Regions from separate parts of the Mus musculus genome. Here region 1 is linked to region 2. The links are chromatin contacts, called in public HiChIP or PLAC-seq maps. All regions are on one chromosome and are shown on one strand. Each heading gives the region's core, a stretch centred on a gene start, on an enhancer-like site or on the middle of the called end of the contact. The rest is flanking DNA. Distances are from core to core; before and after follow the strand shown.

The links. HiChIP or PLAC-seq counts read pairs in DNA pulled down with a chosen protein or histone mark.
Region 1: an HNF4G HiChIP or PLAC-seq map of pancreatic cancer cells shows a contact between it and region 2. The contact joins the enhancer-like site here to the promoter of Atad5 in region 2. A contact is called at or near these places in 1 of 39 promoter capture datasets (liver), 1 of 115 datasets of contacts at active chromatin or transcription factors (pancreatic cancer cells) and 3 of 9 other capture datasets (adipose tissue, liver and pancreatic islet).

What each region holds. Positions count from the first base shown.
Region 1 is chr11:79,608,471-79,612,946 of GRCm38.p6, reverse strand. The region is part of intron 1 of Rab11fip4 (RAB11 family interacting protein 4 (class II)); the gene reads right to left. Rab11fip4os1 (RAB11 family interacting protein 4 (class II), opposite strand 1) reads left to right here. Exons shown (of 3, transcript NR_003283.1): 3 at 4,008-4,476. Among named protein-coding and RNA genes, the nearest start is that of Rab11fip4os1, 12 kb to the left of the region's middle. Within about 2 kb of position 1,791, at least 167 of the 459 cell types and tissues checked have an H3K27ac peak or open chromatin away from gene starts, as enhancers often do. A contact at or near this core is called in pancreatic cancer cells and pancreatic islet, where this site is marked.
Region 2 is chr11:80,087,177-80,091,157 of GRCm38.p6, reverse strand. It overlaps Atad5 (ATPase family, AAA domain containing 5), which reads right to left and starts at 1,758. Exons shown (of 23, transcript NM_001029856.2): 1 at 1,322-1,758. The coding sequence starts at 1,387.

The DNA.
Region 1 (4,476 bases), core at 542-3,041, 480 kb after region 2:
GCAAGGAATAACGAACGTTGCACCATGCTCGCCAAGGATGCTGGGTGAAAAGGTGCTTGCTTTGAGGGAGCTGGAGGGGAACAGGTTCTGGCAGGAATGGGCAGAGGGGCCTGCCTGCAGCTCCACCATCAAGGTACTTGGTCAGGAGTCTTGGAGAGCACCTTCTTCTTTATGCCTCAGTTTCCCTTTTTGGAAAAAAATGGAAGCGCTGAATAACACTAAATACCAGCAGCCTTGGGAGTCTATAGAGTTGGGGTGTCTCCCCAGGGTTGTTTGGGGTACACACGAGGTTAGGGAAGAGATGAAAACCAGAGTAGCCAGTGTCTCCCTCTAAGGCACAGGGCCCTGTGGAGGACTCAACCAATGTCCACAAATAATGGCAAGACCTGAAGCAGGTCCTGATGGCTGCTCTCCTCTCCTCCTGACCCACCCCTGTTTGACCAGGTGCACAGGATACCTCAGTCAGGGCCAGAAAGAGCAGACTGAGCCAAACCTGAGTTTGCTTTAGGCAAATGTCTGTTAAACCTCGGTTCACTGAGATGAGACAGGAAGAGAACTCTGCAGGGGTTCTGATGGGGGAGGGGTGAGCCAGTCATGAAAGGTTCTCTACCCTCTTTTCCTGGAGAGGATGCATCTTGGGTGACACTGGGGAAGAATCTTCCCAAAGGGTGATGCCTCCAAGCCACTTTAGGAAGCTACCTTTGAGCTGCTGTGCTTTCTCAACATAGCACACACACACACACACACACACACACACACACACACACACAGGCAGGTTTTTTTCTCTGCATTTGAGCCATATATGGGTTTTTCTTCCCAAAGCTGAGGGTCCCTGATGGAAAAACTCTCCTGGGCTGGTAAGAGCACCCACTGCAACTCATGGACCTGAGCTTGGAGCCTAGCAACCGTGTTGTAAAACGCTGGGTATGGCTTGCATGTGCACCCCCAGTGCTGTTGGGAGTGCAGACAGGGGCATCACTGGGGCCTGCTGGCAACCAGTCTAGCTCTAGGTTCAGGGAGATACCCTGCCTCAAAGGAATAAGGAAGAGCAGGACACCCACCTGGCATCCTGCTCTGGCCTCCCTGCTTATTCACAGGAGCTGAACCCTGCACACGCGCGTGTACACAGCACCCCTCCCCCTTCCAGGGTTTGTTGGTGAAAAAGATGAAGGAAATTTCAAGAGCTAAGGTGGTGAAGAAGGACTATTGGGACGTCTCTGGCTAGGGTAAGATACCATGAAAGGAGACCTGTCACCATGGCCCAGGCCACCCGTCCTGGGTAGTGTAGCCTCAGCTAAGCTGTGGCTGGAGCCCTTTCAAGACTCCATCCAGCATGTCCAGGTGTCACCAGCGGCCCCTTAATCAGTCTGAGCTGCTACAGTGCAGAGTCCCTCTGGCCACCCACGAGAGCTTTGTTTAGTGTCTGAATAGTAATGAAAATGACAGGCGTGTGGGTGGCCCCTGAAGTAGGCTGTCCTCTGTCCCTGCCTTCAGCAAACATTTCTTCAGCTCCACGGGGAGAATGACAAGCTCCCAGGAAGTCCCCAGGGAAAGGACAGATGTCCTGCTGTACATTAGGAGTAAAATAAAAATAGCCTTGGGAAGAGCATAAAAGCATGGAGGTGACTGATCACCCGCCCACACGTCTGGGCCGTATGTCACCCCAGGTCTCTGTGGTAGACAGAGCTGGGCTGGAATCCCCCCTTTTCCGTTCACCAGTGGTGTGAGCAAAGGCCAATGACTCAGCCTCTGAATTCCACCTCATTATCTGCTGGGATTTAGAAACACGCAGGCTCTAGAGAAGTAACACTGTCCCAACTCCCTGAGCTGCTCTCCTCAGAGGCTGCTCTCAGCAGACGCTGCTCTGCTGCGTGCTGGCTGGCGGCTGCATATTGGCTGGTGGCTAATCCTTCCGTTTCCTCTCACAAGAGTTTTCAATCTGCTGAATTTAAAAACGGAATTGGATCATTTAAGAACCCCAGCAGGGTGGTGGGGACAGTAAAAAAGGGAAGGCTCACAGTATTTCAGGGGTAATTAAGACAGAAGTGGCCATAAGGTCACCTCCTGGATGTTTCTGGAGTCCTGTTGGTGGAGATTTAAAGGAAGGAGAGTCCAGAGGGCTGGGGACTTCACACTGGGGCAGCCAGAGGATGTGACTGTGCTGGACCTAAAGGATGGACACAGCAAACATTCAGTTGTGGGGAATACCGGGGAGCAGAGAAAAGGTGGAGAGAACAAGAAGACATGGGAGGGGTGGACAGGAGCTCAGGACAGGCGGCAGTGGTACCAGCTGGTTGGGGGTGCAGCACCTGCTTTGGTGGCTGGAGAACACAGAGGGCAGGGAAGCTGGCCAGGAAGTCACCATGTCCTCTGCTGGGGGTGAGGGTAGTGATTAGCAGGGGCTCAAGGACCCAGGTTTGTACTTAGGAAGGTGCTGGAAGGTATAGGGGGGGAAGACAGGTAGAGCTTAATGAGGCCAGTCCAGTCCAGAAGAGAAGCCAGGGCCATGTGGGGATGGAAAGAAGGAAGTTTGCTTCTGGTGTGACAGACACAGGGAGGCCAGGTTGACACCTAGGGGTCATTTCCTGAATCTCTATAGAAAAGGAGATGGTGACCAATGCACCTGGGGCATCGGGTAGGTTTTGGTCGGCCAGGGTGGCATGTCTGCCTGATCACAAATCCAGGTCCCCTGGACTCTCAGACACAAGGCCCTCCCGGCCAGTCTTCCATTGTCTCACTGATGACACAGACCGGTCTGCAAGGGCAGCCGTGGCAGAAGAGGGAACTTGTCTCCACCAAGAGGACACGGGTGGCTCTGGCTGACTGTGAGGGACAAGGTTTTGTCCTATGGCTTCAGTGACCTGCTTCAGGGAAGGCCACAAACACAGCTTCTTCTCTCGGTCACTCAGCCAACACCAGCCCCCAGGTGTGCTGAGGTCCACAGGGTGCGGGCAGATGAGTTTGAGGCCCAGGGTACATCGGGGTACATGATAGCTCAAAGGCACAGCCACCACCGCCCTGTTCTCTCAGTGGGGAGGAAAGACATGGATACCCCTACTCTGAGCTACTGACAGGACAGAGACTGGGAGACTCTCGACCAATCAGTTGGGTGGAGGTTCTCACTTTGCAAGGCTGCTTTTCGGTCTTTCCCTTTTTCTTTTCCTTTCCTTTCTCATTTTTTATTTTTGTTTTTATTTATTTATTTTGAGGCAGGGTCTCAGGTAGCCCAGGTTGGCCTTGAACTCCTTATCTTGTGTCTACCTGTAGCGTGTTTGGGATTAGTGCTGCCTGTTACTGTACACTGTTTATGCCTGTCTCCATGAAGTGCAGGGAATCAGAGCTTTGTGCATGATAGACAAACATTCTACCAACTGAGCTACATCCCCTGGCCCTCCCTCTTGAGCCTGCCTTTCTAACTGCTCCTAGCACCAGGCCAATCCCAGCCATCCTTGGACTAGCAGAGTTCTAGTTGACATTGATGGCCCAGTCCTGAATTCTGAAGCCAGGTCCAATCTATGCATGCTACTTGCTTTGGTTTTTTTAAGGTTTAGGAAGATTAAGAATTAATGAGGGCAAGGCAGGGCGCACCCCTGGGAACTGTTTCCTGGCTGTGGGCCAGGGAGCTCAGCCTGTAAGGGGGAAGAAGGACACTTGGACAATGCTTCCCCAAGGGAGGGGCACACTAGGGGTCACACCGTGGGCAAGTGGTCTCTGGTATCCTCCAGCCCAGTGTCAGGGCCTCTGTGGACACTGTTGATTCTTTTGGGTTTTTGTTGTTGTTTTTTGTTTTTCAAGACAGGGTTTCTCTGTGTAGCCCTGGCTGTCCTGGAACTCACTTTGTAGACCAGGCTGGCCTCGAACTCAGAAATCCACCTGCCTCTGCCTCCCGAGTGCGTGCGCCACCATGCCTGGCTGATTCTTGGGGCTGCTGGAGGGGCACTGTTCATCCTAGAACTTTACTGGGGTTTCTCCCACACTCAAATGAAATGCCTTCCTCTCTTCCTCAGAAGCTGCAATTGGGCTGAAGACCTCACAGCCTCTGGGGAATCACGTTTTAGCTTCCGAGGCAAAACAAATTAAGGCAGCTCCAGCCAGAAGCCCTGGTGCCGCTCCTCCACACGATGAAGGAAAGGTTACAGGTCCTGGGAGAGGACCATAGCCTCACCACCCACCCAGACACAAACAAACTGTAGCCCCCTTGAGCCTGGGGTTTTCTCCTGTGAAATGACCAGGATGCAAAGGCCAACTTGCACTGTAACCATGGAGACCAAGGAGAATTTTGGACTTGAAAGCTATTGATTTGAGCAGTGGCTTATTAAGAATCCTGTGGGAATCAGGCAGGCCCCTAGGAAGGCTACTGGGGGAATGGTGTCCTGCTCACCAGACAGTTTCTGTTCTCTTGAAATTCCACAGGGGTCCTGAGTGGAACCTCAGTGCCCACAGGCCAGGCAAAGGACCTGCCCCCACCAGCCCATC
Region 2 (3,981 bases), core at 509-3,008:
AATTTTGACCATTTAGATAAATGAGGTAAAATTAAATATGTTGAAATAATAAGTGAATTAAAAGTGAATTTATTATTATCATCTTTAAAGCTTTGAGATGGTATCAGAGGCACCACACAACAGACACTCAAGTAAGATCTAAGTTCAAGTACTAGACCTGACATCTACTGGTATGGAAATCTTAAGCAAATTAATTTTTAAAATATAACTTGGGGCTGGAGAAATGGCTCAGCGGTTAAGAGCACTGACTGCTCTTCCAGAGGTCCTGAGTTCAATTCTCAGCAACCACATGGTGGCTCACAACCATCTGTAATGAGATATGATGTCTTCTGGTGTGTCTGAAGACAGCTACAGTGTCCTCATTTAAATAAATCTTTTAAAAAAAAAAAAAACTCGATTAACGGGGTGTGAATGGTGCATTCCTGTGATCCCTGAATAAGCAGGCTGAGGTGAGTAGGTGATGAATTTGAGATGTGCTGTGCTACACAGTAAATAATATAAATATTCTGTAGCTGAAAAAGTTACTTAATTATAAAAATTAAGAATTAGAATTTAAGTGAATACACATCTTAGCTCACTTTAAGGGCACCAGAACACATCAGAAAGCTAGCCTGGTATATGGTGTATAAAAACCATAGCATCTCTGAAGAGGCACAAGCCTGTAATGATGACAGAAGAAAAAGTAGGTCAGAGATGTACTTTAAGATCCTAAAAACTACTTCTAAACGGCATAGAATATCTTTATAGTTGTTTAGTATATATTTCTCTTTCTTTCTCAGAAAGCAAGGGCTTCCTACATTAAGCACTGTCCTCTACTTAGTGTATTCTCTAAAACATGGTAAATATTAAGCACCTACATGTCACTGAGACTCTTAACTACATTACATTAAGCTCTGCGGTCACGGTAAGTTCCTTACTTGATCCATTTAAGTGACATTCTAAATGGAATTCCTAGGACAGGTATTAGTACGGGACTAGCTGAACTTAAAGCTTCATCTTCTTCGCCGTTCTGTGATCCCACATCATCATGAACAAAGAAAGTGACCCTGAAATCCTTGGTGACATGCTATTCCACCAACGTTTCAAGGACCCGGGAACTGTAGTTTTCAAATCCTGACTTAACAACCAGCCCGAAAATATCTTAAAATGCCAACGCTTTTGTGAGAGCTTTACACGGCACACTGAGGCAACTATCCCACACAAAATTATGACTGTGGGTCATCGTGTCCCTCCTTCCTCGTCCCAGAAGCACGCAGGACTCCCCCCATCCTCACGCCACAATTCCCCAACACTGGCAGAAAGGAACTTGACGGATCCTCACCTCAATCTCGTAGTCCTTCACAGGAAGGGGTGCTGCAGCCGCCGCCATGCTCAGGACCCCCACCATGATCTCTGCCTCCTAGAACCCGGGCTCCTAGGCCCTTCAGAGGTCCGGCCCAGCCTGGCTGGAGGCCATAGGGGCGGCAGGTCCAGTGGGAGCGAGCTGCGAGCCGGGGAGCCCGTCTCGGGTCTCGTAGAGACCACCGGCCGGACGCGAGTGAGAGGCTGGGCCCAGGGCCGCCGAGTCAGACTCAGACAGAGATGTACGGGAAGCCCGGGCTCAGGCCCCGAGGTGGCGGCGGGACAATACAAGGTGCCCCCGGGGCAGATTCTCCAGAATAAGCGCTCGAGCCCCACAGAACGCAGATCGGACTAGTGGGGCTTCGGCGGGAGTTCTGTCAATTGGGTTTTCCCGCCGTCCGGAGCGCAGGGGGCGGAGCCTACGACCGCTGTCGGAGGCTGCGCAGACGGTGAGCCGCGAAGGACAAACTACTTCCTTTGGCGAATCTGCGCGCGATTGTAGCAATTTTAGATTAGGAATCTAGTTGAATTTCAGAGATTCGCACTTCCATGTTAAAGTTTGACTTATTGAAGACGTGTTTTGTCTAAGATTACCTAATCATTTGGTGGCCGAATTAACTTAGACTTTAGCCGTTCTTTTTGTTTGTTTGTTTTTCAAGACAGAGTTTCTCTATGTAGCCCTGGCTGTCCTGGAACTCACTCTGTAGACCAGGCTGGCCTCCAAGTGCCGGGATTAAAGGCGTGTGCCACCACTACCCGGCGACTTTAGCTATTCTTAAAATTATATTTTTGAAGCCAGGAAGTGGTGGTGCACTTGGACGGCAGAGCAGCAGATATCTTTAAGTTTGAGGCCAGACTACGTAGAAAGTTCCATTTCAGCCGAGAGACTCTGTCGTTATATAGATAGATATGTAGATAGACTGACTGACAGAAAGACAGACAGACAGAAGATAAAAAGAGATAGAGGAGCCAGGCAACGGAGGCACACTCACACCATTAATTCCAGCACTCTGGAGTTAGCAGAAACAGGCAGACCAGCAGTTTGAGGCCAGCCTGGTATACAGAGAGAAATCCAGGACAGCCAAGGCTACACAGAGAAACCCTATCACGAAAAATCTAAAAAAGGAAGAAAAGAGGCAGCCAAAAGACACCTCATGTTGATCTCTGTACTCTGCATGTATGTATGTACATCTGCACTAACCCACAGGAACATATTATACACATCACACACACAAATATATTTTTTCTTGTTTGTTTGTTTGTTTGTTTGTTTGTTTTTGAGACAGGGTTTCTCTGTATAGCCCTGGCTGTCCTGGAACTCACTTTGTAGATCAAACTCAGAAATTCACCTGCCTCTGCCTCCCAAGTGCTGGGATTAAAGGCGTGCGCCACCACTGCCTGGTGTGTATATATTGGAGGCCAGAAGAGAACATGGAACTGGAATTACAGGCAGTTTTGAGCTACCATTGTGGATGCTGGAAACCAAACCAAGGTCTTCTGCAAGAGCAACAAAGCCCTTTACAACTGAGTCATCTCTCAGGCCTCAGAAAGCATGGGCTGGGCTACTGAGCTACACACCCAGCCCACAATTAACCATTATAAACAGTCTTTGTAAAACCCAGTCACAGTGGTTAAAGATTTAACTGCTGCTGGGGCAGTGGTGGCACATGCCTTAGTCCCAGCACTTGTGAGGCAGAGGCAGGTGGATTTCTGAGTTTGTGGCCAGCCTGGTCCACAGAGTGAGTTCCAGGACAGCCAGGGCTACACAGAGAAACCCTGTCTCAAAAAAAAAATCAAAACAAAAAACAAACAAACAAAAAAGAGCGTAGACTGCACCTGCAGAGGACCTGAGTCTGGTTGCCAGCACCTAAGTCAGGTAGGTCACAACAGTCCTTAGTTCCAGCTCCAGGAGATCTGATGCCGTGTTCTGGACTTCACAGGTATTCACTCACACACACCCACATACCCACAGACAGACACACAACTGCACACATAATTTAAAAATAAATAAAAATAAGAACAAGTAAGTGGACTGTCAATGTTGTTGGAGTGCCACAGAGGATCAGAGAGCTTGCAGCACAATCACGAAAACATCCCAGCCCCGTGGAACACACTGGGCATTGTGTGTATGGCTGGAATGCCAGCTCTGAGACCAGCAGAGATAGGAGGACAACGGGGCCCGGCCTCCAGCCTAACTGGGAAACCATGAGCCCAGGTTCATGGCTACTCACAACCATAGGTAACTTCAGGCCCAGGGGATCTGATGCCCTCTTTTGGCTTCCATAGGCACAAAAACTCTGAATGAATGGGGTACAGAAACATACATGCATGCAAAATATTCATATACATAGCACACATATATACACACACACATACATACACACACACACACACACATATACCAGGGGCTAATCGGATATAGTAGCACACACCTATAATCACAGCACTTAGGAAGTAGAGGTGAAAGGTCAGCAGTTCAAGATTATTCTTCACTGCACAGTATGTTTGAGGCCAGCCTCAGCCCCACGAAACTCTATCTCAAAAAACAAAAACAACTTAAAAAGCAAATAACAAAAAAAAAAAAAAAAACTGTCCCTGGAACCTCTGCACACCTGCTTTGCCTCAGTCAAAATTCTGTGC